Linked DNA regions of Ovis aries: region 1 is linked to region 2. Evidence: chromatin contacts called from public Hi-C data. All regions are on one chromosome and are shown on one strand. Each heading gives the region's core, a stretch centred on a gene start, on an enhancer-like site or on the middle of the called end of the contact. The rest is flanking DNA. Distances are from core to core; before and after follow the strand shown. Region 1 overlaps LRMDA (leucine rich melanocyte differentiation associated). Region 2 holds the start of LOC114110806 (putative uncharacterized protein encoded by ZNF503-AS2).

Region 1 (4,851 bases), core at 882-3,381, 670 kb after region 2:
AGTTGTTACTCCTCTCTCACTTATTCTCCATAAGATTCAATAGCTACAGGCAACATAGATGCAGGGAGCTCATGGGGCTTATTGAGACACCCAAATTCAGGCTGCAAGTAAATGACAGGACAGGTCTTCCTGACTGCATGCCTTCCTGAAACATGAGGAAGAAGAGAGAAGAGGAGGAGGAAATGGAACTTGATGACTCTGTTGACCCTTGACCCCAGATGTATGCAGTACACCCCCACCCACACGCCCCGCTGTGGAGTATATAGTGTCAGTTACGGGGATTTGGTGTGGTCTGGGTGCTAGGCCCTGGCTAGGGCCACCTGGAGGTTTGGGGCAGGAACGGAGCTGCTGGTGGCGCTCTGGGCCCAGTGAAGTCTGAGGGTTGAATTGCTTCTCTCACCTCCCAAGTATTGCCTCTTAATTTTGGAGTCCTTTTGGATGGATGTCACGAGAAAGGTCTGGTACTCAAGTTCACACTCAAACCACAGGTCTAGGCATAGCATAGGCAAGCAAGGGGGTCTGTAATGGAAGTGCTATCAGTAAATGCATAAATAGTGTAGACAACATCTCCCCGATTGGTTACATTTTATAGAAGAGCCAGGGAGCCCATGCAGGCCAGCCCTCTGGCCAGCGTTGTCATAGCTCAGCTGTCAGCCTCTGCAAGCTCAGCACAGCTCTTGGGTCTGGCAGGTGAACGAGCTGGGAGCATGTGGCCTGGCCCTGTGAGTCCCTCCATTGGGCGGCTTTCTGTAATCACCATCAGTGTGCACCGGCCAGGCACATGCGCCAACTGCCCCTCGCTGCTGGCACCTCATGCACCCCTAACCTTGCGAGTTAACTTTCAGCCATGCCTGTGGCCAGGGTGGTTTTCGCCTTTCTGATACTTTTTTGCCCTGAGCTGGGTACCTCATCCTTTCAGATGTCTGTTTTCTTTACTGCCTCCGCATCTCTACTGTTGGGTTCAGTGCTTTTTTTTTTCCTTCAAAAACTAAAGTGAGAAATCCACTATCCATAAATTAAAACCATAAACATCAAGCAGGGAGCCTTGAGGCAGAAATTCCCTCAACCCCTTTCTTAACCTACCCCTGCCTAACAAAAAGAAATCATGAAAGAAAAAGAAACCGCCCCTCGGACTGGAGTGACTGTGTGCTTCCTCGGGTGTCTTGCCTTTTGAGGTAGCCACTGGGACACTGGGCAGAAGCAAATTAAGTGATTAGTAAAGAAAAAAAAAAAGCAGAGATGGGGGAAAGTCAAAGGCGGTGAATGCAGAGAAAGGAAGCCTTCCCTGCCGTTTCCTAGGACTGCGCAGAGAACAGCTAAGAAATGATACTTGAAGTTATATTTATTATTGTAAGAGGGTATGATATTTCTGGGCAGAAATGATGGATGACAACTTAAATTTGTGTCCAGGGAATGAAGGTGAACTGTGACAGAGTTATTTATCTTGGGAATGGAGGTTAGGGTCAGCCGAGGCTGGGTGCCTGAAGCCACAAGACATTGACAAATTTATCCTGCAGGCCGTATCTGAAGCCCTTTGTTTTGGATCCTGGCTACTCAGTAAGTGACCCTCATCCTTCATGTTGGCAATGCGTGAAGGATGCGGTGAGTGCCAGCGGCCCCTTCTCCCCCGCTGCCCCCGCCCCGGCTCCCTCTACTAATTCTTGTCATTCACTTTGCTGACAGGCACCAAGCCCAAACTATTCCCAGTCCTGAAAGGGAAGGTTAAAATATTTATTTCGGCTCATAATGGCCTCCCTGATTTAGTGCAGGACCATTTTTCCTGTTGCCTTTGTCATTGCAGGTCACTGGAAGGACTGAGCGCGTTCGGGAGCCTGGAGGAACTCATCTTGGACAACAATCTGCTCGGCGATGACCTCGTGTTGCCGGGGCTACCCAGGCTCCACACCTTAACCCTCAACAAGAACCAAATATCCTTGTCTCTGCCCCTGCCCCCACTCCCTGCCTGGCCCCGCAGCGGTCCCCTCCCGCAGGCCATCCCCCCCACACAAATACCTGTGAAATGTCAAATGAGTTTTATGTGTCAGCTAAATTAAAGTAGGTGAAATACAGTCCGTGGGCAGACAAAGCGTTCTGTCTCCTGGCACTCGGGACACTTCAGAGTAATTTATTATAGGTCATTCATAAATGAAATGCACCATTATATCTTCCTGTTGCTCCATTTTAGTGTAGAGATCTAAGTTATGGCTGTGAAGAAATCTTTTTAATAGATAAAAATAGAGAAAGAAAATAATGTCACTGCTGCCGAGAAGGCAAAGCCGGCTTCTGTTTGCTTGGGCTTGTGTGGGAGGGCGACCTCTGGTGGGAGGCAGAGGGTAGTGCGGCCAAGCGACTTCAGCCTCCACGGAGGGTTCTGGAAGGCTCTGGGGCAGACTTGCGGAACACTTCTGACCGGAGAGAGGGGAAAGGGGCTCAGGTGGAGGATAAGTGTGAAGCCCAGGTCCAGCTCTGCCCCCCATGGTGTTTACAGTACTGGGATGATGAGAAGGGCCAAGGAGAGCCGTTCCAGTGTGTGGTTTCTACTTAAGGTGGTGAGGATCCAGCAGCTTGGGGTGATACTTCAGAGGGATCCATTGCTCTGGATTCTGTAATGAGGCTGAGAAATGAATCACAGGGTTATGCAGTGTGAGGCACACAGCTCCTCCCAGCAGAGCTGTGGACCTCTGTGTCCACACAGTGCCACCTCTATGCCCGCCCAGTGCCACCTCTATGTCCACCCAGTGCCACCTCTATGTCCACACAGTGCCACCTCTATGCCCTCCCAGTGCCACCTCCATGCCTGCCCAGTGCCACCTCTATGCCCGCACAGTGCCAGTGTGCTGAAGCAGGCTGTTTTTTCAGCTTTGTTACTACTTGTTTCCTTCACACCTAGAATAACGTCTGGCACAAAGTTGAAGTTTAATAAATGATTGTGGGATGAAGGAATTGTTATGATCAGCTAGCTGTTCTTTATTGAGCACTCCTATGGATGAGGGACTGTGCTTGGTAACTTCAAGTGCATTTGTTTTCATTCTTGCAAACCCTTCGAGAAGGGTGTGGTTTCTCCATTTACCTAGATTAGCAAAGAATTGAAGTACAGGCCCGCAGCCAGTTGTTTAACAAGATACCAGGCCCTGGATTCAGTCTCAACTGAGGCCAGATCCAGAGTTCTTTCCACTTGACTATGTTGCCTCAGACTTGAAATCCAATCACCTTGTTTTATGGATGGAGTATTTGAGACCTGAAGTGGTTTAATCACGTTTGTGTTCACATGGTAAGTTAGAAACAGGATGGGGCATTTTCCCACAAAGTATGAAATAAAGCTAGATATACATGTTCAGTTCAGTCTCTCAGTTGTGTCCGATTCTTTGTGACCCCATGAATTGCAGCACGCCAGGCCTCCCTGTCCATCACCAACTCCCGGAGTTCACTCAGACTCATGTCCATCGAGTCGGTGATGCCATCCAGCCACCTCATCCTCTGTTGTTCCCTTTTCCTCCTGCCCCCAGTCCCTCCCAGTATCAGAGTCTTTTCCAATGAGTCAACTCTTTGCATGAGGTGGCCAAAATACTGGAGTTTCAGTTTTAGCATCAGTCCTTCCAAAGAACACTCAGGACTGATCTCCTTTAGAATGGACTGGTTGGAGTCCAAGGGACTCTCAAGAGTCTTCTCCAACACCACAGTTCAAAAGCATCAATTCTTCGATGCTCAGCCTTCTTCCCAGTCCAACTCTCACATCCATACATGACCACAGGAAAAACCATAGCCTTGACTAGATGGACCTTTGTTGGCAAAGTGATGTCTCTGCTTTTGAATATGCTATCTAAGTTGGTCATAACTTTCCTCCCACAGAGTAAGCGTCTTTTAATTTCATGGCTGCAGTCACCATCTGCAGTGATTTTGGAGTCCAAAAAAATAAAGTCTGCCACTGTTTCCCCATCTATTTGCCATGAAGTGATGGGACCAGATGCCATGATCTTCGTTTTCTGAATGTTGAGCTTTAAGCCAACTTTTTCACTCTCCTCTTTCACTTTCATCAAGAGGCTTTTTAGTTCCTCTTCGCTTTCTGCCATGAGGGTAGTGTCATCTGCATATCTGAGGTTATTGATATTTCTCCCATCAGTCTTGATTCCAGCTTGTGCTTCTTCCGGCTCAGCGTTATATACGTTAAGATTGGCATATGTGATTATGTCAGCTGTCAGAATGATTTGCCAAATTATTTATTAATCACTGCTTATATGTTGTTATAAGTTAATATTTATTCAGTAAAATATGCTGTTTGTGGCCATTATTAATTGGTATTTTCTTAGAAGAATGAGAAGGCTTACAAGTAAATATGAGTCCTTATCATAATGAAATATTCATGGATTATTTTTTCCTCTCCTATCCTTTGGTCAACCAGATTTCCTGGTTGTTGCAAATATTAGCAAAGAATTGAATAAAAATTACTGAAAATAATTTTTCAAACAATTATAGTGTCTTATAGCTTCTTTGCCATTTGAGATGATCAACTGCTTGATATTCTCAAATCAATTAAGAATAAAAGGATAATTAGACTAGAATTTGAATGATATGTTTCCTCCTATGGACCCCATGCTCATATTCTGTGTCCCACATTACTGTAGAGTGTTGGAGTTGTTGGACTTGGGGTTCATGTGGCAGTTTAATTACAGTTACCATGGCCACACAGCTAAGCTTCTGAGAGCCTCTGTTTCTTTTCTTTTTTTTTTTTGTACGTGTGATTTTACAGCTTTCACCTGCCTGTTAGAAAAACTGACAAAGAGGAATGTATGAAAATTTTGTGTGTGTGTTGGAATCAAAGTGCAATGGTGATATATGCAAAGCAGATTTTTG
Region 2 (4,214 bases), core at 7-2,506:
GCACCGCCCGTGCCACCCCCGTTGGAGGCCACTGAGGAGAGTTTGGACGAGGGCGAGGGGTCGGGCTTCCCGATCTGCGAGCATGTTTGGGCCAACAGCGCCAGCGGGCTCTTCTTGGCATCGAGCTGCAGGGTCAGACGTGGGGCGGGGGGGGGCGCACAAAGAAAGAAGGGGAAACCCTTTAGAATCCTGCCTTCTAGGTTTCGAGCGCACCTCAGCCAAGACCGTAAAGATCCTTCCAGCCCCGAGGCGCAAATCTAGGAGACATCCCTTCTACACACACATTCTCTTTCTTGAGAAAGGCCACAGCACCCCCACCCCACCCCCAGCCCCGCCACCAGGATCTTTCCTGTCCTCTCTAAGCGATAACTGGATTGGAAAAAAAAAAAAAACAAACTCGAAAAATGTTTTGGTTTCTGATTCTTTGACCCAGAACTGTACTCCCCACCCCCACCTCTAATACTTCAGAGTAAGGGCTCGGGTCGTTGGCGCCTTAGAGGCTGTGTACAAATACCAGCTTCTGGGAAACCGGAGGACCGGGACTTTGGAACCGTATTTTGGACTCCCGTCTGTCTTCTGGCCTGAGAGTGAGGGGGCCTGGGTCGAGGTAGGGGCTTTAACACCAATGGAAGAAACAAGTTTTGATTGCCTTGGCTCCTAGCATTCACACCCCATTCTACCTCCTCCCCTCTTTCCGCCCTAGTTTTAAGGTGCGGGAGCACGATCCTCTCCCCTCATCCCGGAGCTGAATCACTCCGATCCCCCCACCTTCACCCCCTGCAGATCACAAGAGAAAGAAATCCCGTGGAGGGGCAGCCAGAGTGGTGGTCCCAGCGCGATCCGGGGATAGGGTCCTTACCTCTATGGGGCTGACGGGAGTGGAAGGCAGGGGCTGCAGGTACTCAGGGTGCAAAATGTGGCCAGTCCGTGCCGTCAGCATCTTCAGCACCTTGATGGGCAGGCGGTTAGCCTGGCGGAGGGGGTCAGAGGGGGGCACAGCGTGCACAAAAGGCTTGGTGCTGCCGGCCGGGGACGAGCCTGGGCCGGGGCCGGAGCTATTTCCAGAGAGCGCGCTGGTCCAGGCAGGGTCCGCACTGCCGCCGCCGCCGCCGCCGCCGCCGCTGTGCTTACTGCTTCTTAAGGCAGAAAGCGAGGGCGCTGTGCTCATGACCCACCCGCGCGCATGGGAGCAGCGGGGGGAGGGCTCCAGGAGGCGCGGGGCGGGCTCCGGGCTGCGCTCTCGCCCGGGGAGCAGGAGCAGCAGGAGGAGGTGGAGCTGGCTCGGCGGTCACAGGCGCCCAGCGCGCCTTCTTGGCGCCTGGAGCCACAAGCGAATAATCCTGGGTGGCCCGCAGCGGAGCCGCGGCCGAGCGGGAGGAGCCGGCCCGACTGCGGGAGTGCCGGGTGGCTAGCCGTGTCGGCCTTGGGCTGTGCCCCTGCGCTGCGCACTCGCGGCCCGGCGCTGGCGCTGCTCTCCGCGATGTGAGCCGCTGCCTGTCCAGCCGGGGCTCTGGCGAGGAAACTCACTTCAAAAGCAGCTGCACCGAGGGGGAGATTAAAGCCTTTGCCGCCTTCCAATCAAATGGGAGCCCGAGGTGATTGGAGGGTCAAGGGGATGTGACGCGTCCCGCGCCGCCGCCGCCGCCGCCAGGACTCTCAGCGCTGGTTTTAATGGGCAGCTCCCTCTTTGCCGCTCCCCCTGCGTGTCCCCTCCCTAGATTTCGCTCGGAGGACGAGCTGGACATTTATTCTACGTTTGCTATCTGCCGCCTCCCTCTCTTTTCTTCCTCGTCGTCCTTTTCCCCAGCTGGAGAATAAACTGAAACCTTCTTTTGCAGGAGGGTGCTTGCAAGGAACAGTTTGAGCGTGTTCAGAAGGAGCACTAGCAGGAGTCTGGACAACGGCCGGACTGTCAACTCCAGGGCCGCCACGGAGGTCCACACCCCCAAGTATTCTCTCCCCCGCCTCAGTAATTGAAATCTCCTGCGGTGCAGCCGCCTGGGTAAGGAAAGGTGGGGAGCGGGTGTTGGAGGAAGTCCGCCCGCCCGCTTTGATTTCCCGGGATTCGGCGGCAGAGAAACCAGAAGCTAGGTGGGCAGCGGAGGCGGAGGAGGCAAGTCTCGGCTCTAAGCTAGGTTCCCCGCCCTTCCCGGCCACGTGACGCCCGGAGATGCGCAGATTGGGGCAGGAGGGGGGTCACATGTTTCCTCTGTTTCACACTCAGCACCCCCCCGCAATTCTTACTCTCCTTTGCCACCCTCTCTTCTACCCGCGCCCCCCTCCCGAGTTCTCTGGGCATCTCCACCCCTCCATCAATTGTCAATGTTCCTCGACCGCAATCAATCAGTTATTTGTCAGCTCTTGTCAATCCGCCGGTGATTTATGTCAGCTTTTGTTGCTGATTACAAGGCGGGTGCGACTTGAAGGGAAAAAGGGAGAGGGAGAGAGAGACGCAGAGGAAGGAAGAGACTGAGGGGGAACTGAAGGAGGGGGAAGGAGGAGCAGCCTCCTGGGATGAGAGGCGGGGGCTCTAAGAAAAAGAATGAAAGAAGAGAAAGAGGCGCTCGGTGTCAGGAAAATGAATAGTGAGAGTAAAGTGCGCAGGTGCGCCAAGGGCGCTGAGAAGGGTGCGCTGGCCTGGGGTGTGCGCCTCGCTCCTCTAGGTACTGGAGAGAGAGATAACACCCTTCCACCTCTGGGGATTCCGTTCCTTTGGGGCCACGCGCAGAGTTCCGAGCGCTCTCGGTATCCGAGACAGGCAGTGGCGACGTCCAACACGGGAGATTTTTTACCCCCCAAGCCATGGTACTCCCTTCGGGGTACGTTGAGTGCAGTCGTCAGGCTGCCAGCTGGCCCCCTCTACCCCCTCCCTAGTGCCCTGACTCCAAACTCGGAAGCTTCTTTCTAAGAGCCACATTACCAACGTAGCCTTGAGTTCTGGAGGTCAGTGGTGGGGTACCCCCCCCTCAGTTCTTTGACACCCGTCCCCCATCGTGGCTAGGGCTGAGAGGTTGCGAAGAAGAGGCCTGACGTGTGTGTTGGGGCAGATAGGTTCCAGGCTCACTCAGGCCCCCTCTTCCAGCCCTCCCTCAACCCCTGCCATCCCCGCAGTCTTGGTAGCCAGGGTTACTCTGGGCTGCTCGCTCGAATTTATTGGAACGCCGAGCCGGGACTGACCAGCGCGGGGAGAGCAGAGGGAAGAAGCAAGAGAGAGAGGGTGGGTGCGGCGGGGTGGGGTGGGGTGGGGTGGGGGCGGCTGCCTGTGGGAACAACTGGCTCTTCCAGGGAAGCGGAGCGGGACCGCCGCGTTCCCCTCGATTTGCACCGTCATTCGGGCTGTTGGGAAGGCAGAGGGGAGGCGCTCTGCGTGCCTCCGCGTACCTGGATCTGAGTGCAGAAGTGTGTATGAATGCCTGTGCATCTGTGTGAGTGGTCAGGGCTTTGGTAGCGTCTGGAGCGAATTCGAGGGGTGGGTGACCTCCAAAAACTCGCAGAAACTGGAAGGGGGCGAGAGAAGGGTACATCCCTTTCCTCGGAAGGACTTGGAAGACTTTGACTCTCCCCTCCCCCTCGCCCTTTTCCACCCCGGCTCTTCTTTTGTTGTCAAGTCCTTTTGATAAATGGTGGGGCTGGGAGCGCTGGGGAGCCGGGAGCCAGTCTGTACCCGCGCGGGGGGGCGGGGGCGGGGGCCGGGCCTTGAGACCCGGTTTCCACCCTTGCTCACCCGGCCGGTGCCCCGTCGGCGCCGAAGTCGGGTCTGGGACCTGCCTTCGGCGTGCTCGCGGTTTCCACTCTCACCACCCCATTCCTCCCTCCCTCATTTTTGTCTCTGTCTCCCACTCCGCACAGGTACCGAGAACTTTCTAGGGGTGAGTTTTAGAATTTCTCGTAGGCATTCTTTTTATGCGTTTTAATGTTATCCCTTGATTCTTTAGCTTGGTAAACTTCATGAGATGGTAACTTGACTAAAGATACTTTGGAGAAGCGGGGAGTGAGGCGGTGTGTATACGAGGAGTTTGTCGGTGTATGTGTGCGTGAGTGTAGGTGTAAGAACACACCTCCGTTCAAGGGGCTTTGGAGGGTCTGCCGGTGCGACAGCGGAGGAAGGTGAGTCCATGAGACTGTGGCGCGGCCACACGCGAAGTTGTGAAGGCTGTCTGAAATCACCTTTGGGGAGCGAGTCCCAGGTGCCGGTTTCTGACAACGGGACGGTT

The links. Hi-C and Micro-C count contacts between places; a contact is called where the count stands out from the background.
Region 1: a contact with region 2 is called in a Hi-C map of hypothalamus, with 5 times the contacts expected there. The contact joins the enhancer-like site here to the promoter of LOC114110806 in region 2. A contact is called at or near these places in 8 of 16 Hi-C or Micro-C datasets (hypothalamus, liver, mesenteric adipose tissue and 4 more).

What each region holds. Positions count from the first base shown.
Region 1 is chr25:31,014,615-31,019,465 of ARS-UI_Ramb_v3.0, forward strand. LRMDA (leucine rich melanocyte differentiation associated) reads left to right here. Exons shown (of 8, transcript XM_060406709.1): 3 at 1,802-1,933. Among named protein-coding and RNA genes, the nearest start is that of TRNAG-CCC, 590 kb to the left of the region's middle. Within about 2 kb of position 2,132, at least 19 of the 54 cell types and tissues checked have an H3K27ac peak or open chromatin away from gene starts, as enhancers often do. A contact at or near this core is called in hypothalamus, where this site is marked.
Region 2 is chr25:30,348,229-30,352,442 of ARS-UI_Ramb_v3.0, forward strand. LOC114110806 (putative uncharacterized protein encoded by ZNF503-AS2) reads left to right here and starts at 1,257. Exons shown (of 4, transcript XR_006058018.2): 1 at 1,257-1,595; 2 at 1,839-2,002. ZNF503 (zinc finger protein 503) reads right to left here and starts at 1,512. Exons shown (of 2, transcript XM_027962213.2): 1 at 860-1,512; 2 at 1-125. The coding sequence starts at 1,168.